Regions from separate parts of the Mus musculus genome. Here all the other regions are linked to region 4. The links are chromatin contacts, called in public HiChIP or PLAC-seq, Micro-C and promoter capture Hi-C maps. All regions are on one chromosome and are shown on one strand. Each heading gives the region's core, a stretch centred on a gene start, on an enhancer-like site or on the middle of the called end of the contact. The rest is flanking DNA. Distances are from core to core; before and after follow the strand shown. Region 1 overlaps Tom1l2 (target of myb1-like 2 (chicken)). Region 2 holds the start of 4930412M03Rik (RIKEN cDNA 4930412M03 gene). Region 3 holds the start of Zkscan17 (zinc finger with KRAB and SCAN domains 17). Region 4 holds the start of Cops3 (COP9 signalosome subunit 3). Region 5 holds the start of Jmjd4 (jumonji domain containing 4). Region 6 overlaps Tom1l2 (target of myb1-like 2 (chicken)).

Region 1 (4,356 bases), core at 339-2,838, 460 kb after region 4:
TATCAACACAGAACAAATAGGAGAGATTATAATGTGGCCACCTTAAAATATTAAGAGACTCCATGCACTTCCTTGTACACTATGCAGAGCTAGTAGACTGAATCCCACACAGGTTGTGTAACTTACTGAGGCCAGCATGACTTTAAACAGTAGTTCTAACTGGGTCACCTTGAACAATACAGAACAAAGCTTGCCAAGGGAGACATGCAAACAGAATGACCAAATGCAGTGGGGAGTGAGCATCTTCCTAGCTTAGGAGATTTTACTGTAGAAAAAGAAAGTTAATGCCATGTAGCTTTTCTTTCTCGGTGCTGGAAATGACAGCATGACGATGTTTGCTTTAACAGGGTGGGCTCATGGGGAGAGCCTGACACCGTGTCACCCCCACACACTGACAGTTCACGTATGTGAGAAGGGTGATACAGCCGAGTTTCCCATGGAAGTGAAGAACGGTACCAGTCCTCCTCCTCCCCCTCCCTTCCACTCCTTTGGAGGCCAGGCCCTGTAGGCAGGCAGATCCTTTCTTGATAAAAACATTCCCAATCACTAACTGACAGGTCAAGCAAAACTTCTCTGGAGAATACACTGGAACAAAAAGCAATTTGGCTTCATGAAAGTGACCAAAGCAGCACTGGGAAACCGTCAGCTTTCATTTGGATGACCAGGTATTCCCACTTAGGAATCAATTACAATAGACTGGAGCTACAGCTTAGTGGAGATGAGGACCCTGCTTCCATTTTTAATACCATAGAAAATGAAGAGTCACGACTAATTTATTTTTGGTGTGGTAATAACCATGGACTGATTATTATTGAGGCTCAATGAGTAATACGTGGGGATCGTTATAATCATCATTTCCCTTTTTTGTGTGTTTGGAACTTTCCATAAGAAAAAGAAAAAAGCCAAGGAGAAAGCATAAGGCCATTCATAACTTTAGCCTGGCCATAGATGCCTGAGGAAGGAAGGAAGGAAGCGGGGAGAAGAAGCGCCAACTGCAAGCATGCATCATTGAGAAAAACTGCTCTTCCCAACAAATGAGAGGACAGCTATGCAATGAGGGTACATCAACAAGGCAAGAATGCTATGTAGCTTTTAAAAATGATAAATACTTTGGCCTAGTTGCTAAGTGGAAATGAGCAGTGGAATGCTAAGCAGAAAGGCAGCAGCACAAAATATTATGTGCATACTAATAACAAGGTAAAAATGCATGCCTCCATAATGGGAAGGCTCACAGGAGACTGCAGAAGCCACATCCTCCCTTTAACACACAGCTTCGGTGGCCTCCTATTAGTGAGGGAGGCCACCCCCACAAGTGCACTTGCAGAATTAATTGTGCCCCTCTGGGATCCCTATGATGGGCTCGCTTACTCTCTATGGCTTAAATAATGTCTTTCCACAGACTTGCCTTCCCTGATAGACAGCGAGTTCTACCTGCACACAGCAGGTAGTCAGTGATGTCTGACCAAAAGAGTAGAACATAAATAGCTACTGTCTGAAATGTCTCAGGGAATTCTTCCTTCAGAGCTACTCACACCCACAGGAACCATTCAGGAAAAGCATTCCTTGGTGGTAATCAGAGAACAATGCCTCCAGTTCTGATTCACAAAGTGCTGCCTGCACTGTGGGCAACACAAAGCCAGGCAGACTTCCTGTCCAGACCCGCAAGCAAATGAGTCTCACTGCTGTGGCTCCTGATACTTAACTCCCCAGGTACAGCTGGGGAACAGGCCTCCCCTCAGCCCGACACTGTGGTGAGAAGTAAGGGCAGGAGGGCAGCCAGGACCATGGCCACTCCTAGCTCTGTGCAGGGAGGGTGTTAGATCACACTGGAGCTTCAGGGGCTCCTGAGGGCAACAGCAGGGACAGTCCAGGGCCTTCCGGTGGGGTATCACCTGTTCTTAGCTACCCAGATGCCGCCCCATCCCTCCTGCCTACAGGTGCTTTGAGTAACAGGCTTGAGGAGAGGGCTGATATTTTAGGATGCCAGAAAGAAATTCAGATAGCCACTGTTCAGAGCAGCAGTGTGGGGCAGGGGACCGTGCCACTAGACAGGAAATCTGGTAAGGTCAAGTGGATTCAGGAGCTCCAGCAATTTTCATAATTGAGAACGGTAGGCATTAAATCTACCCTCAACCAGGTTCCTGTTCTGAAACATGTGACCATGACACCCCACGGAGAGGACTGTTACAATCAGTCTCTTAGGGACAACACCTGCAGTCCTTCCCCATGCAGATAAGGCATCCCTGACATCTCAGACCAAGGCAATAGAAAGCATCTGCCTCTAGATCCCACCCCACCCCAACACGTTTATAAGGCCCTATCCTCAAGGAATAAGGTGCACAAGTTATTTCACCAAAGATTGTCTGAGTGCCTGTCTTACCGATCGAGCTGTAACACTCCAGGGAAGAGGGTTCTCTCTTGAATCTTTCATCTGGATCTTAACCTGACCCAACCAGCAGAGTGCTGGAGCCTACGGCAGCCACTTCCTCCTCCGTAGCTCCAACCTTTGCCCCTAGTTGCCTACTGCATCCTGACACGACACCTGACTGCCATCAACTTCACAGCAGCAGCTGTGGAAGAGGCCCTGCAGCCTGCCTTGCTCTGGCTTCCTCTCAGAGAGCTGCAACTCTTTGGCTGCTCTGGCCAGGGCCAGAGCTCCTTGGATCCCCATAGACAGTGCCCGGTATACAGACCAGCACTTTGTTTAACTCTTCTTAAATAAGATGTCTGAGAATCTGGTAGACTTTTCTAGAAAAGCTCTCACACACAATTCTACACACCTTCTCAACAGGTTCTTCACTCAAACCAAACCACGGTAGCTACTAACAGGAATGTTAAAAATAATATGGATGCTCACGAATAGCAAGACAGTGGCCAGGCCTAAGGTGAAGTTGTTACCTTGATGTGCAGCAGCTCTCTAGGAAAAGCTTAGTTCTGTGCATTTGTGAAGACCCCCAGCACAGAGAGCTGCCCTGACTCCATGCCTGTATTCAGGGAAGGCAGGAGAGTGGGTCTCACTTGGATGCTCTGATCTGAGCCCATGCTGTTCTTCTCAAGGCCCTAGAAGACAAGGCTGTTATATGCTACCCATCAGGCAGTCATTCTGCTGAGCTACCTTCAATGCACCAGACCTGTGAACGCATAAGCTTTATTTAGCTCATTTTTCTAACAACTCCCACCCCAAATTGGTTGAGGTGGTGCTAGGGAACCAGCAAATCAAAGACTTGCAAGAGTGATGAAAAGGGGAATCCAGGCATCTATAGCAACACAACTACACACTTGGCAGGGGAAGAAAAAGACAGGAGCACCTCCTCCTGCCAGCAATACCCACCAGACCCTGCCAACAATACTCAAGGGCTCATGCGGGCCTGCACCAACTAATTCCATCACTTGTCTGAGATAATAGCCCTCTCAGTATTCTCTTGCAAGGAGCTCCTCAACGTGCCAGGAAAACTTTCTGTGGCAAGTGTTGCTGCCTCACTGCCCTGGGCCACCCTCCCTGCCTCTCTCTGTGATGGTACAAGTCAAAAAAAAAAAGGGGGGGGGAAACTTAAGGTTTTTTGTTTGTTTGTTTGTTCTGTTTTTTTAATAATCATTTACTTCCAATGAAAATAAAGCAAAGATGACCATGAGCCTGGAATTATAGTTATTTTGTTTTGTTTTCGAGACAGTGTCACTATGAAGCCTTGGCTGACTTGGAACTCACTATATAGACTAGGCTGACCTCAAATGCATACATATCTACCTGAACCTAATATGTACTTTACTGTTCATTTATTAATCCATGATATATGAATGACTGTAAGCCAGGTGTTGTGGCACACATCTTTAACCCCAACACTGGGAAGGCAGAAGCAGGAGAAAGTTCAAGGCCAGCCAGGTCTACAGAGTGAGTTCCAGGACAGCCAGGACTACACAGAGAAACAAGATTTAATTAATTAATTAAAAATCTATCACTCCTCAATGGCCGGTCAGGTCTAATATGAACACTGTGCGTACTAATTACGGGCTCTATGCTTTCTACACTTTTAAAGACTACAATTACCCTACTTACCTTACCTGGATAAGACTTATAATCATTTCTAAGTCATTTCTAACCCAAGAAAACCTATGGAGAAAATGAAATTTCAATACATTTTTGTTTCAAAAGTAGAAAGGAAAACCAAGAACTCATGAGAACAGGCAGCACTCATTCCCAGGTCAGCCAGGGCAGTGATGCGGTCCCTGGACAGTGCTAGCAGCCTATTATACGGAGACAGGACCTTCCACTTTAGAGGATCCCTTCAGAAACGGTTTGACTATGCTGAGCAGCTAGGTTTCCTTGGGTAAGGAAGTGAGGAGGTATATATTTTGGAA
Region 2 (4,858 bases), core at 843-3,342, 280 kb after region 4:
GTGGCTGTGGCCTTTACCAGAAGTTTCTAGAGGTCAGAGATGGGAAGAAGTGATGGGATACCTGTAGACAAAGCCAGCTGGTGAAGGCGAAGGGAAGGGAGCTCTGACTCCTCTGATGAGTGAAGGCCCGTCTCTCATTGCCAGGAGAACTATCATTTAAGCTGTACCTGCTTTGTGCCAGGTACTGGGTGGTCCTCTCTAACCCTTAACTGTTCTGTCAAAGAAACTAAAGCTCAGAAAGGTTAAGAGACCGACATGAGCTCAACCAGTTGAGAATCACAACTACTGGGCTCCAAGTTAACCCTGCTTACCACCTTCCTTTCACATTAGTCATTCACCCGTTTCATAGATAATCAATCAGCTGCTGTGAAATGACACTGTTTTCAGGTAAGAAAAGTTTAAGGTTTGGAGACAGACAGCCCTGAGGTTGACTAGGGAGGTTTTTCTTCCTGTGGGTTTTTCTTTTGGTTTCCTCCATTCTTGGGTGGGCATAATGTTTTCATCCTGGAAGTGGCCATAGGGGTTAAACTCAGCCTGGAAAGGGAAAGAGGCCCCAGGGAGGGAAGGACCCGCCCTGGGCCACCCAGCTTGGCAGGGTGCAATAAAAGAGCTCTGGTGGGGGAGCCAGGCCAGATTGCCTATCTCTGTGCTATATCAGTGTCGAATTTCTTTATTTGAATGGGGAGAGAGGGCAGCCTCCCTCTGCAGGTAGAGAAGGTGGTGTGGAATGTGGCTGTTTGTTTTTCTTTGCCCGTGAAAGCCTTATTTCAGCTCACTTGGCTGTGCAGGGCTTCTGAGACACAAGATGTTCTCTGGGGTGCCTAGCCAAAGTGGACACTGAGGGCACCCACCAACCGAGGGGGAGCTGGGAAACAACATCCTTCTGCCTGCTCCATCGAGGCCTCCTGGCCCCCTTCATCTCCATATCTCCTGGCAGACTCCAGGTTGCTTAGAAAGCCAAGGCAGCCTTTCTTACAAACAAATCTTGTTCACATGGATAGGGGGAGACTAGCTGAGTCTATCTGCTCCTCTTTCTCTACCCAGGTATTGCCCACCCAGCTAGCTCCCTTTATTCGGAGACACCTTGAAGGGACACCAGTGTCATCGTCATTTGTCAAGCCATCAAACTGAGAGCTCCTGGTACTAGGGAGGTGGATTCGAGGAACCACGGGGTGATCATGAGGCAGGGCTTTCTGCAATGGCTGCCCCTCTTTCCCTTCGGCCCCTCCTCTTCAGCCCGCTGGCGGCTGGGAGAGGAAGCCCTGCCGGCAGGTAGCAGAGAAAAGACATAGGATCCAGGGGGGGGAGTCGGAGTGAAAGCAAACAAACAGGCCTTTGTGTGGCTTCAGATTGGCGGCTCAGAAGGGAAGCCAGGCCTGTGGTAGGCGAGAGAGGGAGGAGGTATGGGAGGTCGAGCTGTAGTTGGGTTGTGGGTAGCCAGAGCTGGATGACGAGGCCCATTCCTTGTAGACAGGCAACGCTTGGGCCCTGCCACTTGACTTCTGTACAGATCTAACGGACTCCCTGGGACTAACATACCTTAGGACTAACATACCTTAGGACTGTTAAAGGCCTAGTCAGTGTCGAGCTCCCATTCCACTCTGCTGCTTGTGACTGCAAGGAAGAAGTGGAGTAGTAGGGAGGGTATCATGGCCACCCGGGAAAACAGACTTTCCAGAACCAGGAACACGGTGGGAATTCCAGTGGGGAGGCAGCCCTGTGGAGCAGGAAGGTTTACTGTGCAGTGACAGGCAGTGGGTGTCTGTAGGTAGAGATAGTATCACAAGCCCCCACGACTAGGAGTCAAATTGCCCTATCACTGGTGCAGGCCACCAGGTTGGGGGCACAGGTCCGAAGACCGGTTTCCTCGCAGAGCGTGTGAGGGGTCGTCTTGGGTAGTATAGGTAGTGGAGCTGTATTCATTATCCTAGTGAGGACACCCGCACCAGCCCGGCTGCTCAGACCAGGACCCAAATCTACTGAGGCGCGGTCGGGCCAGACGATCAGGCAGCTGCGTGGTTGCTCCGGGGCCATTTCCTCTCCTCTCCACGACCTCGAAACGGGCGGCGGGAGGGCAGACGCCCGCGCTTCCTGCCCGCCAGCCCGCGGCGCCCCCCTAAGCAGCGTTCCACACGGGAGGTGCAAGGGGCGGGGCGGGGCGGGGCGGGGCGGGCACTGAGTCGCCATGGCAGCTCCTGGCCCGTCATGCTCCGCGCTGCTGGGACCGGCAGCCAAGGCCCCGCCCCTGGTAGAGCCGGGCCCCTTTCCGGGATTGCAAAGCCGGAGGCGTGGCTTCCAGACCTGGGAAGGTACTCTCAGGGCTCTCTGCTGTCTAGCTCTCCCCTCCCCCGGGTGCCACAGCCTTGGTGCTTCTTTGCGCGGTCCTTCACGGACGAGGCGCGGGGAGCGCCCCGACACTCTCTTACACTGGCAGAGTTGTGCCCAGAGGTACTCGCTTGTCCTCGACAGAGCCCAGCACTTGGCCTCTTGTAGCTGGCAGACGTTTGGTTGCCTGGCCAGGAGGTACATTCTTACTTTCTGAGCCCGGGCTCCATCGCCTGCCCTGGGAAACCTGTAACTAAACTTTGTTGCCAAGTTTGACCCATGTAATGCTGCCCTCTCTCCGCATGCTTTTCATGCCTTGAATCCCTAACTTCACCCTCCTGATCTGCTTTCTTTCCTCTAGTCCAGTAAGAGGCTCCAATTCAGTTGGCTTCTGCCCCCTTCTGCTTGTATGGAGCAGGCAGCTAAATTTAATACTGGTCTTAGGGTCTTGGCAAGAAGATTGCCTCTTAAGCTGCTGGACTCTGCCTTTCTTCAGCCTCACCCAGGGCACACACAGGAGGACGAGAGTAGGTTTTTATGGAAGCAGAAGGATGTATCTTGATATGTAGGCCAAGAGTAGTGGTGCACACTTGTATCTCTAGCGCTTCAGGAAGCTGAGGTTGATAGGCTAGCAAGATTGAGACCAGCCTGGGTTGTATAATGAGGAGTTCTTGTGTTTCAAAACAAAACAAAACTTCCCAATTCTAAGTATTTTCTAGTCTGATAATCTGAATATGCTGACTGTAGAGAAGTTCAAAAGTAGAACCAGACCCACCCATGCCTGACATCTCAGCTCCTTTTGAGGTTGAGTGCAGCAGGAGTTTAGGATTAGCTTGTGCAACATACCAAAACCCTCATCTCAAAAAACGATATAGGACCAGTGAGATGGCTTAGCAGGTAAAGGGCCTGCTACAAAGCCTCGTGACCTGACTTTGAAGAAAACTGACTCTGGCAAGTTTTCCTCTACACACACACTCACTCATTCACACTGTATGTGTGTGTGTCCTAAATTCCTGAAAAACAATATGGGATGAGCACAACAAATGCAAAGAATGAAAGAGTCATGCTGTATGTTTGGACTTGTAAAGTATTTGATGACTTTAATAGCTTTTTTTTCTTGCTATAAAAGGAGAACAGGCTTATTATAGAACTTTTGAAAAATATGAGTTAAAAGGAAGAAATTTACCCATATTCTAGTCTCTAAAGGCATTGCCTGTCATAGGGTTATCCTTACTGTGTATGCTACCACTCTTGTAGGTACCTGAAGTATATACTCTGCCTTTCTCATATAATGCCATACAAGGTATGTTAGCATTCTGCCTAAACTCCACCCCACAGTAAGAGGCAGAGAAAGGCTGGAGAGATGGCTCCGCTATTAGGAGCACTGACTGCTCTTCCAAAGTTCTGGAGTTCAATTCCCAGAAACCTGGTGTCCCCAACTCCCAGGATGTCACCATATTGATGCCAAACTTAGTGTGGACACCGGATCGGCATAGTGCACTACAAGGTATCATCCTCTGTTCTGTGCATCCGTGGGAATCTGAGATGGGGAGTTTTAATCTTAGGAGAGCTAGCAGCCTGTTGGGCTACCCAGGTAGTCATGTCACTCATCTCTCTATCCACAGACCCTTGGCAGGTCTCTTTTCCTGCCATTAACCTCTAACAAGTGTCTTGGACCAGGCATCTTTGTTTGTTTGTTTTTTGTTTGTTTTGTTTTGTTTTTTCGAGACAGGGTTTCTCTGTATAGCCCTGGCTGTCCTGGAACTCACTTTGTAGACCAGGCTGGTCTCGAACTCAGAAATCTGCCTGCCTCTGCCTCCCGAGTGCTGGGATTAAAGGCGTGCACTACCACGCCTGGCCCAGGAGTCTTTCTTATAAGAGAGGTTGAGGAAGCCACCATTCTGTACAGGAACCCAGAAGGTTCTTGGCCCATGTTGAGCCCTAGGCTCAAGCAAAGACTTTTATTTGGCCAGACATACAAGGCTGGAAAGGATCAGACCCAGCCTCACCCAGAGCCAGGCAACCTTCCCTCAGACCTAGAGACTTGTGTTCATCTCTTGACTATTCTTTTTGTCTGGTCTTGCTGAGAATCAGGGTCTGCTGTCCTAGCTCCATAACCTCTCACTGGAGGCATGTAGGCCTGGCACAGGGTACAACCTTCCTATGTCCAGACAACTCCCAGATCTGGCTCTGAACTACCCTGCCCTCATTCACCCTGTAGCCAGCTTCTTTTCTTCTTTTGTCTTCACAGTGCAGTCTTAGCCACCCAGGCCCTCTGAGGTAGACCTTGGAGGATCTCAGTTGCTAGATGGATTACACTGGAAAGGCTTCTAAGACCGAGGGTGGAAAGCTTCCTAGACAGAGAATGTTGAATTTGCATTTTGAGTGGCAGCTAAATTCAACAGATGGAAAAACCATAGACTGTCCCTTGCCCAGCACAGGGGTGTCAGGACCAGCACCAAGCCCCCCCCCCCCCCCCCCCCCGTCACTGCCTGCCACCATCAGTGTGTGCTATTGAAAAGGTACAGTAGGC
Region 3 (4,607 bases), core at 273-2,772, 330 kb before region 4:
TCCGGAAAAGCCCAGGCAGGGCCGCTCACTGCCTGGCCCTTTACACCCTCACCTGGAAGAGACTCCCAGCGGGGCAGCACCACTTTGCTGGAAGACAAGCGATACCAGAAAGCCACCAAGCAACCGAATAACAACCTGGAACCTCAACTTTTCTGTATTCCTCTGATTGCCGAAGTAAAGGCAGACACCCGACGCGAGCTTCTGAAAGCAACAGGCTGTGAACCTCGACTACTCTCACGTCTTACTCCCGTATTAAGAACCCAATCCGGGCCCCGCCCGCTCTCTCCTGCTTCCTCCGCCCACTGTCTCCCACCTGCTGGGCCCTGAATGGCTCAGGTCTACACTTAGGATAGTGTGTCCAGGGTCCCACCCTCAGCACCCGGTTCTGCTGGGGGACTGCTCTCAAAGAGCCCTAGGCCAGACAAGCGTGTGCCTCTTTGTCACTCTGGCACCTGGCGCGCAGGAGCCTCGGGAGCGGAAGCTTTATGAATGAACTACCGTTAGGGAGGGGAGGGCTCCCGCAGGGGCGGGGCTTGCCCAAAGCAGTTATTGAAGGCGCAGGATCCCAGGGAAGGAATGAAGAGCAGGAGGAGGAGGAAGAGGAGGGTGTTTTAGGCCAGGAGAACTATGGGGTTTCTGTCGCTTCCACTCTTTCAGATTTGCTGGCTCTTTCCTTCGAAGCCCGGGACAGCAGGCGAGCAGATCCTCACCTTCCAGCTCGGTCTCTCTGGTGTTTTGGCAGAGGCGGCTCCAATGCATGGGCCAGACTCGGTCCCTGGCCAGGCCAACCCTGTCTCGGGATCCTCTAGAATGCATCAGCTGGGCTTGGGAGCGAAGGGAGACGCCTGGAAGAGAATTGTATTGCTTCATCCCCGAGGGCACCTATGAGGACGCGGCTCTGGGAGCAGGGATCTGGGCCCGGACGCGGGAAGAGGAGAACAGGGAGCAGGACCCAGGCGCGGGCTGGGGATCAGAGCGCGGGAAGTGGGGAGCGGGTTCCGGGTTCAGACAGCGGGGCATGGGAAGCCGGGCCACAGTATACTCACCGCTGCGCAGCGTCCCGGTTGGCGGGCCGCGTAGGCCGGGCCGCCGCGGAAAGGAAAGGCCGGAGCCCTCCGGCTCCCTCCCCTGGGACACTTCCTGCACCGCTCTAGGACCGAGGAGGTCTCCTCATCTCAGTGGTTCGCTTCCCCGCCTCCTGGCCGAGGTGTACGCGGGGGGGTGACATCCGACACCCCCGGCCCGCCTGGACCGCCCCGCCCCGCCCCGCTCCGTGCTCTCCCGGCCTGGGCCCGGGGCCCGGGCTTTAGCTTTGTGGGCCTTCCTAGCGGGCTCGGGATGCGCGCGCGCGCCCCGGCGGGACCCGGGCGCTGGGGGCCAGTTCGCGCGGCCACCAGCCAGGGAGGCCGGCTTGGGGCTTTGCTCTTCTCTGCTCCTCTTGTGTGGGCGCAGGGAAGGGCTGGTCTGGCGGCGCTGGCGAAATGCCAGAATTGGGAGGAGGAGGGATGAGGTGTAAGGGGATCTCCCAGTGACCATTTGCATCCCGTGTGTGCTGTTGTGCCCCAATCCCTTCCAGCCGCAATTCCATTTCAAAGCCAACGCTGCCAGAGCCACCCAAATCGGTAGGACTGGAGAAATGCAGACCCAGCGATCCACGGTGCTCGCCGAAGCAGCGGCCCGCGGCTTCGTGGCATGGAGATGATCTACGATTTCTCTGTTTAAGGAAGACTGTAGCACTCTGGGTCCCTCTGAGCACCAGGATAGTCCTGGTGAGTACGGAGAGAGAAGGTTGCCAATCCTGAGAGTATGAGTTGGGGAGCTTGTCGCTGGCTTAATGCATAAACACAGGACAGAGTGACTTAAGTCACGGAGAGTGAGAGGTGACCAAGAACTAGGGCATTGGAACCTATTCCTGCCTCATCTACCCTGTGTTGAGTAGAGTCCAAATCCTCCCTCAGTTCCCTCGGGCTGGACAATGGAGCCGGACTGTCAAAGGGAGGAAGCAAAGAAAAATCTGCCTAGAAGTGAGCTACTGTGCTGATTTTTTTTCCCCTTTCTGGTTCTCTTTCGAAGGTACATGGTAGGAAGTCACCCTTAAAGAAGGTGGTTTGATAGAGACACCCCACCACCGGCAGACTTCGTGCTTCCGTTTCCTTCTAATAATTGGGACTGGGACAATCTCTTCCGACTAGTAGGTATGGAGTTAAGGGTCGAGGTTTTGGGACATTAGGAGGTGAGTCAAGTGGATGATTGTTCCCCAAGTGCAGAAGAACGCTGAGCAAGCAAGGGTCACCCAAGGCTGGGACTTAAGGCTCACAGAGAGCAATAGGAGCCACCTAGACTTACAAATCCATGCCAATCCCTTTTCAAAAACACCAGCCAGGAAGCACAGCCTGGAATGACCAAAGACCCCGTTGGGGAGTCAAGCCTAGTGATTAGTCCAGTTGTGTATCCCGAAGGGCTGCTGTTTAGGCTCCTGCCTGGTGGCTGCTCAATACTTGGATTCCTCAGAGGCGCACTTATTGGAGCCCTCACGCAGGTAAAATGCAGCGCCAGGAGGTGGCTGATACATGGGATTTTTCTCCCCCCACAAACACTTTCCCTTTAGTTTCTCCCCCTGAGCTCACAACTCTCAGGATTTAGGTCCCCTCTCGCTGTTCAGAAGCCGCCAATGACTCCTAATATGCCTTCTTTCTGTGTTTCTTCTGCATAGAACCTGGAATAGGGACTAATAGACTGGAATCGGAGCACCTGTGTTAAATCACACCCATCAAGGCGCAGTCAGGTGATCTAAGGCCTGCGTGACCTCTCTGTGCTTCAGGTACCTCCCTCATACAGGAGACTGATGCTGTCTGCTTCATTGTGAGGCTATTCAGGGAATATGTACTGAGAGTCTGCAAGACAGCTGCAGTTTGCCACTCCCATCCAGATCCTGGGCGCATCTGTGCACCCCACTGACCATCGGAAGGGCGAATAGTGAGCAGAGCTCTGGTCAGTGGAGCCACGGGGAAACTGAATCAGAACAGCAACCTCAGGACTGAGTTCTGAGCAGAGCCTGAGAGTTGTTACCATGCTGTATTGAGGAGTCAGGTGTGTCAGGCATCCTGGCAAAGGTGGTCTTTGAAATGAAGGAGTTGAGGTGATGGGGCCCTGGGGCAGCCACAGAAAGGCATTTCACTCTGTAACAAGCAGGGTTCTGTCAGGAGTTGTGGGTGAAGTACCTGATGACACTTGTAAACCCTGCTCTGTGGTCCCAATGATCCCCCCATCTCTGTTGCCATCAGAGTGACAGCCTTAAAATGAGTGTGACTTTGATTTTTTTTTTAAAGATTTATTTATTATATGTAAGGACACTGTAACTGTCTCCAGACATACTGGAAGAGGGCATCAGATCTCATTATGGATGGTTGTGAGCCACCATGTGGTTGCTGGGACTTGAACTCAGGACCTCGGGAAGAGCAGTCAGTGCTCTCAACCACTGAGCCATCTCTCCAGCCCGGGACTTTGACTCTTGCCAAGAATGGGAAACAGACTTGAAAGTCAACTTCCTACCCCTTGGCCATGGGAGTACTCTAGCTATGGTGTAACTGAGGGGGGCCGACTGCCTGGGTGCATGCCTGTGAGTCCCAGCACCTGGGAAGCTGAGGCAGGAAGACGGAGAGCTGGAGGCCAGCCTGGGCTGTGCTGCATGTCTAGTAGCAAGGCAGCCCAGGCTAGACTCTTATCTCAAGGGGCAAAAACTAAGGAAGGTGGGGGCACCAACTAACAAAATAGGAATATTACTTTTTTTTTCCTGGGGATTCTGGAAAATTTCCAGAAAATCCGATGTCCCTTTTTATTCCTTTTGTGATCCTTGGCAATTATTAACTGTCAGGAGATTGGAGACATTGCTTAGCTACAGATGATTAAAGACTCATGGCACCTTAACTTAGCGTAGATCTAGCCAGTTTGAACTGGCCTCCCAGAAAAGATACTTTGGCCTTTAGATCCTTTTGGCCAGCTCTTCTCTGAAACAGGGAAAGGAAGAAGTTTAGCCGGGTCACTGAGGTAGAACTTGGGGGTGACACAGAGGAACCTAAGAAGAAAACCCAACTATAAGCAGCTAGAAGGGAGCAGGGTGGTGTGGCGCACAGCTTTAATCCTGGCAGAGGCAGGCGCATCCGTGCAAGTTCAAGGTCTACAGAGCTGGTGGTCTACAGCACGAGTTCTAGGACAGCCAGGGCTACCCTGCATAGGAAAACAGAGAAAAGGGAAGGAAATAATACCACCAGGGACTGGCGAACAGTAAAAGGAAGCTGAGAAAAATTGGGAGATCACTGGGAGGGGGCAAATGAGGGGAATGGAGGCAGATACAATCAAAATACTTTATATATGTGTCTTTTATCATACCTGTATCTTGGGCTTTAGAAACTGCTAATTTGAGTTTTATTACTCTTAAGCCACAGTACATGTCTGAATATCTTAGGTCCAATAGACGGAACTGGTTTTCTTGACAAGGGTTCCCAAACAATGTGTCTGATTCTTCCACATTTGCAGGGATCGCATTTGGATGCATGTGCAAGCTGTGCTGTAGCCACCTCAGGTCCTGAATCTTTAGGACTTGCTGG
Region 4 (4,671 bases), core at 412-2,911:
TCTATACTCCAGCTAGCCTCATTCTTTTCTCAGAAGCAACCCAGTGTTACCAGTGAACACCTTAAGGATCTAAAGACAGTCCACATGAATAGGAATACTCACCCATGCGCCATGCAGTCTATTTATTCACATAGATGGCACTGTGTTGTGTACACTATTAAGCATCTTTCTGCTATTTAATGATGACCTCAGATTCCTTTTCAGTTTGCAAAAAGTATATGCACTTTTCTTCCCACAGCTGCATAGGAATCCATTTGTACGGCTGTGCTGTAATTGTCTAATTTTAATTTTCTGTGTCTGTATGTGGTTATGTGCATGTAAGTGAAGGTGCGTGAAGAGACAGAAGAGGATGTTAGGTTTTGGGTCCCTTGAAGCTGGTGTTACAAGGGGTTGGGTGTCCACTAACAATGCCAGGAACTGAACTCTGGTCCTCTGAAAGAGTAGTACATGCTGAGAGCTGTTCTCCAGCTCCACTTAATTAACTTATTTAGAGACAAGGTTCTCATTGTGTAATGCTGGCTGGCCTTGAACTCAAGAGATCCACCTAACTCAGCCTCCAGAGTTAGGGGACTAAAGGAGTGCACGCCTATGCTCACTCCTTACTTAACTAGTCCTACCTGTATCGTATGGATGAATGACTTATTTAAAGAAAAAAAAAAATCACTCACAGGTGTCTATCTGGCCTGTGAGCTTAAGTCTATCACTGACAAGGAAAACGAGAATTACCATTTATTTTGCATGGTGTCATCATTTAAACCTTACAAGAGTTAGGTGGACAACTACCCGGACACACCTCATACCTCTCTTTTTCTACAGATGAAGAAACGAGCCTAACCTCACGGAATTTCCACATGTCAAAAGCATTTCTAACATGCTTTCTCCACTCCATTCCCTTAACTCTATTAAAGAGAGGTCACATTCTTCTGGCTCAAGATTATGGGTGTGTTCAAGTGACGAGATGAATGGACCAGACGGTATGCAAATTAAGGGGGGGAAATAAAGTAACAACTGTACGCCCTAGAGATGTAGTCCGACTACTGAAAGCTCCCTTGGAGCTCGGTTCGACCAAAATAGGGGCGGAGGATTCCGAGCGTGCGCCGCTGGCCAGCCAAGACTCACGCCTTCTAGCCAAGGAGCCTAGAAAAGACTCCCCTCCAGCCGCTAGAAGGGCCTGGTGGGGGCGGGGGGGCAGACCGGCAGGACGGACAGGACGCTAGACCAATCACCAAAAAGCAGTGATGGCCAAGGGACCAATGGGTGCTCCGGAATGCCCCTACCGGAAGTCACGCCCCCAAACTGTCAAGCGGCGCCCCGTGGCTGGGGCCCGGAGGGGGGGTGCTGGAGGGGGAGGGGAAGGAAAGTCTCCGGGGCCCGAGGCAGGGGAAGGCGACGGCAAGGACGACGGCGCACGACAGCACGAGGACTGCTCCCCTCGGCCGTGCGCTCCTACCCTAAGCACCAAGGCTTGAGCAGGTCCAGGGGGAGAGGCTAGAGAGCGAAGGGCGGTCCCAAATCCGCACCGGTGCCAGGGCATACCGGGCCAGCTCTGCGGCCCAGGCCTCACCTTGAGCTGAGAGCTGTCGGACACTGTTCACGAACTGCTCCAGAGCAGACGCCATGTTTCCCCCCGCTGGTGGCCCGAGCAACAGAGGTAAGCTCGCGCGGGAAAAAGCGACTGCTCTAGGAGGAGGGGCCCGGCGACCCACTAAAGCCTGGAGGCAGGTTGTGTCACTTCCGCCGGCCAAGCGCCGCGAGATCTTACCTGGCTGAGGCACCCCCTCCTGTCTCCATGGAAACAGTTCCGCTAGTCGCCGGAAGTCAGGTCCCCTCCCTCGCCTTTCATTGTAGTGCACTTGGGAAATCTCGTCTCATGTTAAATGGAAATAACGAAGAAAGGAAAGAATAACACTTAAGCACAAAATTTCTGGGCCCAGTTTTGCTTAGAATGACTGAACATTATTTTAAACCTAGCCACATACTTCCGACACGGCTCCATTGCCACTTCCGGAACATGTCACTAGAGAGCCATACTTTCTTCCAAAGGCAAGGGAAAATGACTCCTTTTGAAGGATGGGGAACTCGTTTTATAAGTTCCTAGGAATGGTGGCTTTTATCTAACGACCAGAAACCCTTCTGTATCTGAGGTTGTGCTCATTTCTGAACATACACAATGCCTGAGAACTAACAGCTTAGTGCTGGACAGTTTCCCAAGTCAAAGTGTAACATTAGGAAGGTTTTGAATTCTAAAGCTGAAAATTAAACACCAAGCAATTCCTCGGATTTCCAGGCTCCCCAGGTCTAGACTGAAGCAGTGATTTTTCTCATTCCATCTTTGGTTTCTTATATGACCATCATCTATCTGTAACAGTTAAACTCAGGTTAAACTTTCCCTCTGAAGCAAGCTCGGTAATCTAAGGCTAAGGGGTTCTGATAGATAGCACAGCACACTTTAGGTTCCTGCTTGGCTCGGAACTAATTTCTTTCCTAGGATTTCTAGTGCTGTAGCAAAGATGAGAAAAAGGTTACTTTGTATCACTTCATAAGATGAATGAAAGGCCTCAGGCAATGAGGCTTTAGAGGGAGACTCTTGAAAGCAACCGGGATCCAGGGTGTTAGTGTTACCGCTCTAAGGGGCAAGTTTTCCCTAATACAAGTGTTGCAGTTCCGAGGGGGCAATGCCAATGAATGTGTTACAGCTCCGGAAAGACTTCTCCAATGGAAGTATTACAGCTCTGAGGGGAGAGGTTGCTTGTGTGTAAGTGTGACAGCTGAAGGGAAAGTTATCCTGGCAGTCTGGAGCCAAGGAATGCCACAAAGTCACATGGCACATCAAACGTCACTCAAGAGATTGGGAGAGATAACAGAGGGTGCTGCCTCTCCTGGGAGAAGCAGCAGGGAATTGGTGAGGAGACAGGCTTATACAGAGTTTCATGGGGAAGGAGTTTTCCAGGGTAAAGATTTCCACGGTGAGGATTAGTGAGATTTCAAGCCAAACTCAAAGACTGGTGAGAGTTTGTGCTCAGGGATTCGTAGGTTTTGGAGCTGAGGAATTGGTGGGTTGGTGACAGGAAACGGTCACCAACAAGGATATTTAACCAGATTATAGGTTCCTGGTTTACAGTTGGAGATGGCACTACCCTCTGGAGGAATACTGCTTTATCTTCATCCTTCCAAGTGGTCAATGAACCACAGCTCCAAAGGGGGCAGAAACACCAGTACTAGTGGCATATCTAGTCATAACAAGAACTCTTTGCACACGTACTCACCAGTAAACCTCTATCTTGTTCCCAATATAGACCCACATATGGTTCTCTATAAGTTGACCGGGCATTACTATGGTCAAAGGGACTTTAGGGGTTGGACATCCCATTCTTTTGCTCATATAGCATCTTCATCTGTGGTCAAGCGGGTGGGCAACCACTCCCTGCTTGGATGGTATAGAGTAGTCAGGGATGAGCCAAGAGCCTGCATTTGTTGTCTCAGGGTAATGTTGCCCAACCCCTGTATGCTCTGATAAGGGGAGGCAGGAGTCCATAAAGGACAAGGGGAGAACCCTATGTGACTAGCAGGGCGAGACCTGATACCCAAGCAACTGGCAACAACTGGTCCCCAACCGGGGGACACTTAGTGAAGTCCACAACTGTGTTTTCAAATGGGGTTTCTCCAACACTCTGTACCCTTGAAGAGACATTAGGTCCCCAACTCAGGTTATTTTGGATACACATTTCACATTGTATACCACCTGGGCTGTGCTGGAGAGTCAAAGGATGTACAAAAGTCAGCTTAATAGGCCTTTATGAGCTTCCCAGATAAGGTGGGTCTTCTGGTGTAACTGACAAGACCTGAGACTATGGCCTCAGGAATTAGCCATTTTCAAATCCCCACCATCCATGTGGGAGACAGATTCCACTTTCAGTCTGATACTGAGTGTTAAGGATGTGAGTAGCTAGGCTCCCATTCTGCCACTGGCCTAAATCAGTGCATAAGGCACAGCTCTAGGTTCTACTGCTCCCTTGAAGGTGCAAGCTTCACTTCTCAGTCTTCTTTAGTTTCTTCCCTTGATGCCCTCCAAAGCATACAACTGCCACCTCTTTAGGTGACATACAGCATCTAAGAGTTCAAGGATTTCTTCTTATGTTTGCCTTGGTTTTGTTTGTTTGAGACAAGGTCTCACAATATTGCTCCGGCTGTCTTGGAACTCACTATGTAGACCAGGCAGACCTCAAACTCACAGAAACCTGCCTGCCTCTGCCTTCACCTTCGAGTGCCTGGATACCACTCCCGGCATGAATTCAAGGATTTCTTTGCCACGGGTTATATCTTTTCTTTCTGAGTTAGTTAGGCACTTTTTGCTCTATAAGGCTCATGTATGTGGAGGGTGGAAGGCATATTTAAGAGTCCGTGTGTATATTGACATACACCTCAGCTGTAGTAGCAGGGCCCAGGTCAGTAAGAAGTTATGCCTTTGGCAGATATTTCAAGTCAATGATGAAAATCAAGTTGACCATGGAGTACCCCGAAAGATATCCTTTCTCTTTCACAAAGCTGCCACCATTGGTGAAATACCCAGCATTCAGGGGCTAATTGGTTAGAGAATACCTCCCCCACAACTGATGCAGTCATGGTCTTGATGGTCTAGACCAACAACACTGGGTCTTGAGGTCTGAGGTA
Region 5 (4,249 bases), core at 889-3,388, 390 kb before region 4:
TGTTTCGAGCAAACACCACAGCCTTGCTGCAGGGTATGCTCTAGAAATTCAGAGAGAGAAATGAGACTGTGCAGTGTTTCCACCTCCCCTCCCCTCCCCAGGGTGCCAATTCCAATCCTTTCCTGTTTTCTTCTGGGGTGGCTCTGCCCAGGATGCGCAGTTTCCATAGGTCTGTGTGGGCTGGGGATGTGCATCACCAGCACTTCCCAGCTGGAGGTAGGAGAGGCAACTTCATGGGCACACACCTGGGTTTCGGGCCTCTCGCCAGGCCTCACATAATCGGCTCTGTTACTAACACCCAGAGGCCAGCTATCATGTGAAGACCAGGATTACAGCACTAACTACACAGGGCACAAGGGCTCATGTTCCCATTACAGTGCCACAGGCTACGCTGCCCCAGAGCTCTTGAGAGCATATATACCTACCTGCTGGCCCTGACCTCTTTCTTGCTCGTGGACAATGGTCTTAGATACTCAAGCAAAGAAGTAATTCCTAACTGGGTTTCATACTTTCCCAGAAAACAAAACAAACTACATATTTTACCTCTACTCTCATGTCCTAGTCAGTACAGGATTCTGGGACCCTAAAAGGGTCCTTATCAGTGAACACCAGAGGAAGAATGTCCTTAATTCAGTTCAGCTCTGACAAATGTCTGCCTCAAGATCATATTAGGTCCCAAGGGTGGGGTTCTGTCTCCCAAGATGTCCCTACATTGGTGCAGATGCAAGCCCAGGTTGTAGTACCACTCTGATGGCCAGCACCTAGAAAGCAGGGTTCCAGAGGTCCTCCTTGGTTTGGAGTTCCCCTAGAAGCTCGTATTACTCAGAAAACCACCAACTTCTAAGAAGAACCAGCCCTCACCTCCCTAAGCACATAGGATCCTCTGAATGGGTCTTCTAGGGATGCTGTGGACATGACTGATGAGACACTGACCACTGATGACCCACTCAACCTTTAGCCCTAGAAGCTGAGGGCTGGGTTCAAAGTCCCCACCCTCTGATCCTACTCAGGTCTTTCAGTGAGCCATTCCATCTGGAATCTACCCTACTGGCTGTTGGATGGTGTTGGACTCATTAGCATGCAAAATGGCATTTATCAACTCAACCTGTCCAGGAATTTTAAGAATTGTAGGCCAATTGTAGGAGGAGATTTTAAAAAATCTAAAATGGTGTTTCCAAATATAACATGCTGCCAATGCAGGAAAAGAGGGAAGAGAGGGAGGGGGTAACAGGGATAAAATGTATAAACACATGCATACCTGGAAAAAACTGGCTCAATACCAGAGTTAGTGATTACACGTGAATGGAATTCTGGGTGCGTTGGGGTTTTATTGTTGTTGTTATTGTAACCTGGCTTTTTTTCTTTTGGAGCTAAGTCATGATTTGTGGTTCATTTTGGCTTAGAACCTCGGAACCTTTCCGTTTCAGCATCCCCAATACTGGGATTATAGGCGTGCACCACGAGTCCTGGCATCGATGTTTCTCGTCACTTGAATTTCTCTATGAGCTGTCATCTCTACCATGACCTAGCCGCAACACAGCTCCAGACAAGCGTCACGATAAAGGCCACAACAGGCGAGTTTGGCCAAACAACCCTCCTCCGCCTCGTTTCTATCCTTCCCCTCTTCCCAATGCATACATACCTCTCTACCTGAACCTCAGCATCTCCCCCCCCCCGCCCCCCAAAAAAGCTCATTTTCTCCTTTTAATTTTTCCTCGTTCTATTTCTAAGGAAACATCACAATCCTTTAAAAGGTTCCTCCACAATCTATCCAAGACACTCGGGAACATCACCCCCACCCCCCACCCCGCCGCCCAACCCCGCCGCCCCACCCCCACCCGCCGCCCCACCCCCACCCCGCCGCCCCACCCCCCGCGGATCCTGACCGCCCGCTCTGCGCCCCAGCATCCTCTCAGGACCCAGTCATCCTTTGAGGTTTGAGACTGATGTTCATCTCCTGTGTCGGTGGCGGGCTCCGGTACTGGCTAGCTGCGCGGTAGCAGCTCACCTGAGGCAAGAGGAGCACGCAGAAGACGCAATGGCACGCTCCACTGGACCACCAGACAGAGACGCCAGCAGCTGGGGAGCAGGTCAGCCACTCGGCGAGCGCTTGTACGCCTGCGCGAGAGGGCGGGGCCGCGTAGGCGCGCACGCGCACACCCTGGGAGCCCCAAGGCCCGCGTTCCTGCTGGAATGTCGCACCTGTGGCTTTTCGTTCCGGGCTCTTTCTCTGTGGTTACCACTCCGAGCTGATTTTAGGGGGTTTCTCAGCCTCCGGTCCCTATTTGGGGTGTAGCGAGAAGCCGGACTGGGCCTCTGGGGTCAGGTTTCCCGGTGGATGGATCGGGAGACACGCACCTTTGCCGAGCGGTACTACCGGGACCTCCGAGACCCAGTCCCTAGCGGCGGTGGCGGCCCCACACCCAGCGGCGTGACCTTCATTCAGACCCCGAACGCCTTCTCCTATGCTGACTTCGTGAAGGGCTTCCTGCTGCCTAACCTGCCCTGCGTGTTTTCTAGCGCCTTCACCGAGGGCTGGGGCAGCAGGCGGCGCTGGGTGACCTCGGAGGGAAAGCCTGACTTCGAGTATCTGCAGCAGAAGTATGGTAGGAGGGCGCAGACGGGAGGTATAGACCCCGGCATGGGAGGGCGGCCGGGGCCGGACAGACTAGTGGAGTCTGGATAATTCGGCCAGAGGGTGGCCGGACCCCAAGATGGTGAACTACGTGTATGACTCTGCCATTTCTGTGCTGACTCTCTCGCTGCAGGAGACGCGGTTGTACCGGTTGCCAACTGTGGAGTGCGAGAATACAATTCAAACCCCAAGGAGCACATGTCCTTCCGCGACTATATCAGTTACTGGAAGGACTACATCCAAGGGAGTTACTCCTCTTCGCGGGGCTGCCTCTACCTCAAGGACTGGCATCTGTGCAGGTAATAAGACAGGACGGCGCATGGCCATTGGGCACTTACCCTAAGCAGCTAGTGCAGCCAGTCCAGGTGGAGCACGCCCACTGCACTCAGAGGGGCTACCTCTACAGCAGAGTTCTAATGTGTATCACAGAACTGATGCGAAGATGTGGGGAGATCAACATAGCGAGCCAGGTAGACTATTATGGGGAAGGTAAGTCTTTCGTACATCTTGTATGGGTACAGGCGGCCTGGTGTCTCCTTCCTCTTCTGTATTTTTGAGCTGGTATCTCAGATCCTCTGGGGCTGTCCTCTCTGCAACCCCACTGAGAGGACGCTTGTTCCTTCTACGATTGCTCTGGGGATTCTTGCCATCCCCTGGGCCATTCTAAGCTCTCTAAAGGGACAAGTGACCTTTCCGCAACCACTCTTGTCCCACTTTGGAAACCCCTTTACTCTTTAAAGACACATTCAATACTCTCCCTTATCAGCTTCCACTTTTCTCACACAGCATCTTGTGACAGCTTTACTTAGGAGATTTTTGACGTCTTGCTGGAGCAAGAATGCATTGCAGTCAGTAGAAACTACTTCAAAATTTGAATTATGGTGTCTTCCCAGGCTAGCTATATATGGTCTGTTCATCTCCCACCCTTCTCTCTCAATGATGGACAGGGTCAAGAAGCCATAACCTCCATCTAAACCCCCGGATCTACTAAAATGATCACACCTTTACAGTGTGCTCTGTTGCTGTGCTAAGCTACGGTAGTCATGCACTTAGGCACACTGTTGTGTTTTCCTTTTGGAACTGGGAATGCTAAGGTTGTGAGCATATAAACACATACTGTTAGTATGTTTTGACATTTATGGTATTTTCAGCTTGGACATGTCAGTACGTAAGGCCATCATAAGCCGAGGCGCTCCCTACATCTCAGGAGTTTGGGCTGTCCCTAAGACCCAGCTCACGTGATGCTCTCTTTGGGAAGAGCATTACCCTTTTCCATGGTGACCCTGCGACTGTGTGTTTTCCTCTACCTGACGTCCCTTTCACAAGTACAGACCATTGTACTCAGACCCCCAGCAAAAGGCACAGTGTAACATTGAGTGAACCAATGAACAGTTGAATTCCTGTATCATTTGTGTGCGCAATAAGGCTCTGAACTGTAGAGTGGGATGGAATTCAGGCCCCTGCAGTTCCCATAACTGACCAGATGCAAGAGAAACACCAGCTTCCAGCTACCCTGCCATGCTACTTCTGTGGGCCCAGAGCAGGAGCTGGGTAAAGTGTGACCAGACACACGTCCTGGATCTCATCGTGGCAGAAACAGACTCACAGGCCTGT
Region 6 (4,319 bases), core at 546-3,045, 480 kb after region 4:
AAAATCTTCCCAGGAGGCTTAGCAGCTAAGAGTACTGGCTGCTATTGAAAGAACCTGGGTTTGGCTTCCAGCATCTACATGTTTGCAGAGGATCTGAGGCCCTCTATTGGCCTCTGTGGATATGAGGCCCACATGCTGTGCACAGACAAACATGCAAGCAAAACATTCATACACATATATTAAAAAAAAATTAAAAACCTCCCAGAGCAGTGGGGCATAGTAGCTTACTCCTTAAGGTGACTAGCTCAGACTACCCCTTTGTGTAGGCATCCTCCCTCTGTCCCGCTCAGGCGTGCCTGTTCGCAGAGCACTCCACACCACACGTGTGGGTCTGTCTCCTGACGAGAAAGCAGGTGCTCAGGAGCAGAGAGGCAGCAGACAAGGTGACTAACACCAGGTGGCTTTAGCACTATTGAAGACATTAATAATGAGACCCCCTGGGCAGGCAAAACTGGTCTGTGCCCATCATCATGGTGTCGAGGAGCAGCTGCTTGGCAAGCTGCCAAGCAACTGGACAGGTGAGTCTGCAGCACTGAGCAGAGGGTTCCTGCTTGACCTTGGCCACGGCAGCCTTGCTGTGGTGTCCTTCAGGGGTCCATAAAGCGTACTGTTCCACCCGTCTGATTTAGTGCTGGGAAGTGTTCTAACAAGTGGGGAATGACACCCACAGCTTGCTGCCCTCGGCATCTCTATGGCTACAAACTTAAAGAATATTTATGATCCCTGGGATCTGAAATTTGGTGTCTGAGAAGCAAAGAAAGGTCAGAAGATAAATGAACATGGACCATCTGCTCTTGGGTGGGAAGCAAGTCCCCTGTTATCCAGAGATATTCTCCCCAGTGCACTAAGCACCTGCTCTCTCTGAAATCTCCATGCCAACACAGCAATTTTTATTTAAGTTGAAAAGGAGGGTAAGAAGCTAAATACAAGCATGCCAACTCACAGGGCACTTGGGAAGACTCAGGGAATCAGGAGGCTGACAAACAGTCTACAGTCCTCTTAGGGAAGGGGCAAATTGTACTTTCCACATTAAATTCCTAGCAACAAGGCTTAATGGAGGAGAAGAACCACTCCCGGAGCTGTCTGCATGGCTGCAGACGAGGGAAACTCATGGGCTAGCATCAGAGGAGCACCACCTCCTTATGGGCTAGCATCAGAGGAGCACCACCTCCTTAATGCTTCATAGGCCTGCTGCTCATCCAATTCCCAACACTGTGCTCTGACATTCCAGCAGATGCTGCCTGCCACCACCACACCAATCCTTCATCCTTGGGGACCAATGAGAATGCAAGATTTCCCATTAATCAGGGCCATGGACACAGAAATAGCTCATCTGACCTTTGCAAATACCAAAGGGTGGACTGAAAGCACAAACTGGCAAAGGTAACATGAACGTCTCCAGCTTTCCTTTCTGAGATGACTTTATGTGGTCATTAGCCAGGAAACAGATTGCTATAAGGCTCCACGAGGTTACACATTAGCCAGGAAACAGATTGCTATAAGGCTCTGCGAGGTTAAAAATGAGGTAGAAACAGGCACGTTGGAAGTGAGGTAAGCACGAACAACCTTAATGAATTATTTAGTGCACATTAAAAATATATAGAGCTCGGAAATCTCCCAGCATTGGACTGAAAACAAGTCACACATGGAACCAGCAATTCTCTAAATGAACACTCACATGGATTTCAAGGCATCTGTGGACTCCATCAGTAAAAAAGAGCTGTATCCCTGCAGAGCACAGGTCAGCCACTGACAAGGAGACAGACTCTCTAGGAGGAACAGGTTACGTGGGGCCAACCTGATTATGAGCAACACACTTATACTCATTTCCTACTGATGGCCTGTGCATTTTAGTCATCTCTTCTAGTCAAGCAATGTTAAGAGCAAAGGTGACCTCTTGGTATTTCAAGGATATTTCTCTGCATACAAAGCCGTATGCTAAGAAATCTTAGTGAAATGCAGAGCTCTGGTTCCCTCCCCCCATTACAATAATTACTGAAAATTTGAGGAACACAAGAAGATCTTGCGCTTGAGGATATCCTGGGCTACGTGGAGTGCTAGGCCAGCCTGGGTTATGTAGCAAGACACTACCTCAACATTCTAAAAATGAAAACAACTTAGGAAAGGAAACCTGAGGAACAAAGTTCAGAAACGTTACACAGCTCACCATCCACAGTCAATCCTTATAACTGCAAAGTTCACCCTTGTGAAGGGCACAAGTCCAAGAGACTTAGTTATTTATTTATATACATGCATAAGTAGCTCTCCTGTTAACTCCAGGATATTTCTGTTTTGTTCCACAGTGCTAGGGAATTTCAAGCACACTCTACCAGAACTGTAAAAGCAATAACACCTGAGAGACAGCCCGATCTCAAACTCCAGGAAAGAAAGAAGCCTGTGTCCCAGCAGTAGTCACTGCAGTCCCCACTCTTCTCAGGCTATATGACTTAATCAGCTCTCTCTGGATATAGACTTGTCTATTCTGAACATTTTATGTAACTGCAATCAAACAACGTGTGGCCTTTTGTGTCTGGCTTCTTTTACTGAGTGTATTTTACTTGTGTAATTTTGTGTTGGTTTTTTGTTTGTTTGTTTGTTTGTTTGTATGAGACAGGGTCCCACTGTGTAGCTCTGACTGCTCTGGCACTTGTCTAACTGTCTCTGCTTCTTGAGTGCTGGGATTAAAAGTGTGTACTACCATGCATGGCTCATTTGTGTAATTTTTAAATCAATCCTTTTGTCTGGTTTCTTTTCTATCTTGAGCCTTACAAATTTAAAATATAATCTTGGGACTAAGAATGTAGTTCAGTGGTAAAGTGTGTGCTTAGCATAGACATGGTCCTGGGTTTAACTCTTGGTACCATAGGGAAAAACAGAAGAGAAGTATAATCCTTTGCTAAAATCCGGTCAAGCCTGGCCTTTGCAGCTGATGAATTATTGACCCTAAGCTAGAATTGTAGGCAGCAGCAGGCTGGTTTTGCTCTCTAAATGTCACCCTCCATGCTGGTCTAATTTTAGCAGAAGTGCTTAGAAATTAGGAATGTTCTTAATGAATACTACTTCACCTCCACATAATCCCAAACATTAAATACAGTGTTCAACAAGGAACAGAAAGAACTAGACACAGAACTAGATAAGAAGAATTGCCTCCTAGCCATAGAGATCTCAATCTAGCTAATGTGAAGTGTTAGTTGTATCCCTACCCATCTGTAAGCATAACTCCTAAAACACCACAATATGGTTATACTTGGAGATAAACAGTTAATTTAAAAGAGCTGTTAGAAGCTGAGCAGTGGTGGAGCACACCCTTATTCCCAGCACTCAGGAGGCAGAGACAGGTGGATCTCTATGAGTTCGAGGCCAGCCTGGTCTACAGAGCAAGTTCCAGGACAGCCAAGGATATACCAAGAAGTCCTGTCTCGAAAAACAAAAAACAAACAAACAAACAAAAAACCCCAAGAACAAAATAAAAGAGTTGTTAGAGCAGTCCTCTTCAAATCTCAGATGCCTAGAAGAATGGCTGTGTGAGCACAGAGCAAGAAGGTAGATGGCGGTAGATGGCCTTCTGCAAGAGCCAGGGAGCGAGGACCTTAGACTCCAGGGCCTCCAGAACTATGAGAGAGTAGGTACTATCAAAGCCAGCCAGTATGTGGTATTTTGTTATGATGCTGTTAGCAGACATCTCATTTCATGCTACTTTAAAAGCTGTGTGTATGTGTGTGTGTGTGTGTGTTTGTCTGTGTGTGTCTCTCTGTGTGTGTATCTGTATGTGTCTGTGAGTGTCGGTTCCCATAAGAGCCTGAAGAGGACATCAGATCTCCTGTAGCTGAGTTATATGTGGTTTTGAGTAACCACATATAACTCAGGAACTAGGAACTGAATTCCAGTCCTCTGCAAGAATAGCAAGTGCTCTTAACCACTGACCTATTTCTTCAGCCTCTCAACACTATTCTTAAAAATAGAATTTTATTTTCTTTTGTGAGACAGGATTTCATGGAGCTCAGGCTACCTTGAAATTTGTGAAGTAGCAGAGGATGGCCTTAAACTACCTTAAACTAATCTTCTGCCTCTACCTCCTGAGTGCCAGAAGTACAGGCTTGCACACATGACAAGTTTTCTGCAGTAATGGGGACGGAACCAATGGGTCTGTGTGAGGGCAAACCTCTACCAATCGAGCTGCATCCCCAGTCCCAAAGTAGGACTTTTCATCCCCATTTCACAGATGAGGAATCTTAAGCTCAAACAGATTATCAGATCTAGGATTCAAAGAGCATTTTTTTCTGAGCTGGGATCGAGCTCAATGAGAAAGTGTGGCCCAG

Evidence for each region. Promoter capture Hi-C pulls out the DNA fragments that hold promoters and counts their contacts. Hi-C and Micro-C count contacts between places; a contact is called where the count stands out from the background. HiChIP or PLAC-seq counts read pairs in DNA pulled down with a chosen protein or histone mark.
Region 1: a contact with region 4 is called in a promoter capture Hi-C map of liver, with 2.6 times the contacts expected there. The contact joins the enhancer-like site here to the promoter of Cops3 in region 4. A contact is called at or near these places in 8 of 39 promoter capture datasets (3T3-L1-derived adipocytes, the C10 cell line, HPC-7-derived erythroid cells and 4 more), 2 of 484 Hi-C or Micro-C datasets (cortical neurons and granulocyte-monocyte progenitors), 7 of 115 datasets of contacts at active chromatin or transcription factors (the 230-238 cell line, astrocytes, craniofacial prominence and 4 more) and 3 of 9 other capture datasets (embryonic stem cells, liver and pancreatic islet).
Region 2: an H3K27ac HiChIP or PLAC-seq map of trophoblast stem cells shows a contact between it and region 4, with 17 read pairs. The contact joins the promoter of 4930412M03Rik here to the promoter of Cops3 in region 4. A contact is called at or near these places in 5 of 39 promoter capture datasets (the HPC-7 cell line, embryonic stem cells, neural stem cells and 2 more), 2 of 484 Hi-C or Micro-C datasets (B cells and embryonic stem cells), 10 of 115 datasets of contacts at active chromatin or transcription factors (bone marrow-derived macrophages, effector CD8 T cells, embryonic stem cells and 5 more) and 4 of 9 other capture datasets (adipose tissue, embryonic stem cells, liver and 1 more).
Region 3: a contact with region 4 is called in a Micro-C map of embryonic stem cells, with 4 times the contacts expected there. The contact joins the promoter of Zkscan17 here to the promoter of Cops3 in region 4. A contact is called at or near these places in 1 of 39 promoter capture datasets (cranial neural crest), 6 of 484 Hi-C or Micro-C datasets (LSK cells, embryonic stem cells, muscle stem cells and 1 more), 9 of 115 datasets of contacts at active chromatin or transcription factors (the NIH/3T3 cell line, differentiating embryonic stem cells, embryonic forebrain and 4 more) and 1 of 9 other capture datasets (embryonic stem cells).
Region 5: an H3K27ac HiChIP or PLAC-seq map of epiblast stem cells shows a contact between it and region 4, with 4 times the contacts expected there. The contact joins the promoter of Jmjd4 here to the promoter of Cops3 in region 4. A contact is called at or near these places in 1 of 39 promoter capture datasets (hematopoietic stem and progenitor cells) and 1 of 115 datasets of contacts at active chromatin or transcription factors (epiblast stem cells).
Region 6: a promoter capture Hi-C map of neural stem cells shows a contact between it and region 4. The contact joins the enhancer-like site here to the promoter of Cops3 in region 4. A contact is called at or near these places in 6 of 39 promoter capture datasets (the C10 cell line, cranial neural crest, embryonic stem cells and 2 more), 3 of 115 datasets of contacts at active chromatin or transcription factors (astrocytes, embryonic stem cells and large pre-B cells) and 2 of 9 other capture datasets (liver and pancreatic islet).

What each region holds. Positions count from the first base shown.
Region 1 is chr11:60,300,358-60,304,713 of GRCm38.p6, forward strand. All of the region lies in intron 1 of Tom1l2 (target of myb1-like 2 (chicken)), which reads right to left. Among named protein-coding and RNA genes, the nearest start is that of Gm38501, 44 kb to the left of the region's middle. Within about 2 kb of position 1,589, at least 131 of the 459 cell types and tissues checked have an H3K27ac peak or open chromatin away from gene starts, as enhancers often do. A contact at or near this core is called in astrocytes, double positive thymocytes, embryonic stem cells and 2 more, where this site is marked.
Region 2 is chr11:60,113,140-60,117,997 of GRCm38.p6, forward strand. 4930412M03Rik (RIKEN cDNA 4930412M03 gene) reads right to left here and starts at 2,093. Exons shown (of 1, transcript NR_164317.1): 1 at 1-2,093. The region is part of intron 1 of Rai1 (retinoic acid induced 1); the gene reads left to right.
Region 3 is chr11:59,505,118-59,509,724 of GRCm38.p6, forward strand. Zkscan17 (zinc finger with KRAB and SCAN domains 17) reads right to left here and starts at 1,523. Exons shown (of 10, transcript NM_172941.4): 1 at 1,047-1,523; 2 at 711-845. 4933439C10Rik (RIKEN cDNA 4933439C10 gene) reads left to right here and starts at 536. Exons shown (of 5, transcript NR_015585.3): 1 at 536-1,769; 2 at 2,074-2,195; 3 at 2,714-2,821; 4 at 4,537-4,607.
Region 4 is chr11:59,838,106-59,842,776 of GRCm38.p6, forward strand. Cops3 (COP9 signalosome subunit 3) reads right to left here and starts at 1,662. Exons shown (of 12, transcript NM_011991.1): 1 at 1,565-1,662. The coding sequence starts at 1,619.
Region 5 is chr11:59,447,907-59,452,155 of GRCm38.p6, forward strand. Jmjd4 (jumonji domain containing 4) reads left to right here and starts at 2,139. Exons shown (of 6, transcript NM_178659.6): 1 at 2,139-2,606; 2 at 2,769-2,934. The coding sequence starts at 2,339. It overlaps Snap47 (synaptosomal-associated protein, 47), which reads right to left and starts at 2,128. Exons shown (of 5, transcript NM_144521.3): 1 at 2,009-2,128.
Region 6 is chr11:60,319,371-60,323,689 of GRCm38.p6, forward strand. The region is part of intron 1 of Tom1l2 (target of myb1-like 2 (chicken)); the gene reads right to left. Among named protein-coding and RNA genes, the nearest start is that of Tom1l2, 31 kb to the right of the region's middle. Within about 2 kb of position 1,796, at least 21 of the 459 cell types and tissues checked have an H3K27ac peak or open chromatin away from gene starts, as enhancers often do. A contact at or near this core is called in pancreatic islet, where this site is marked.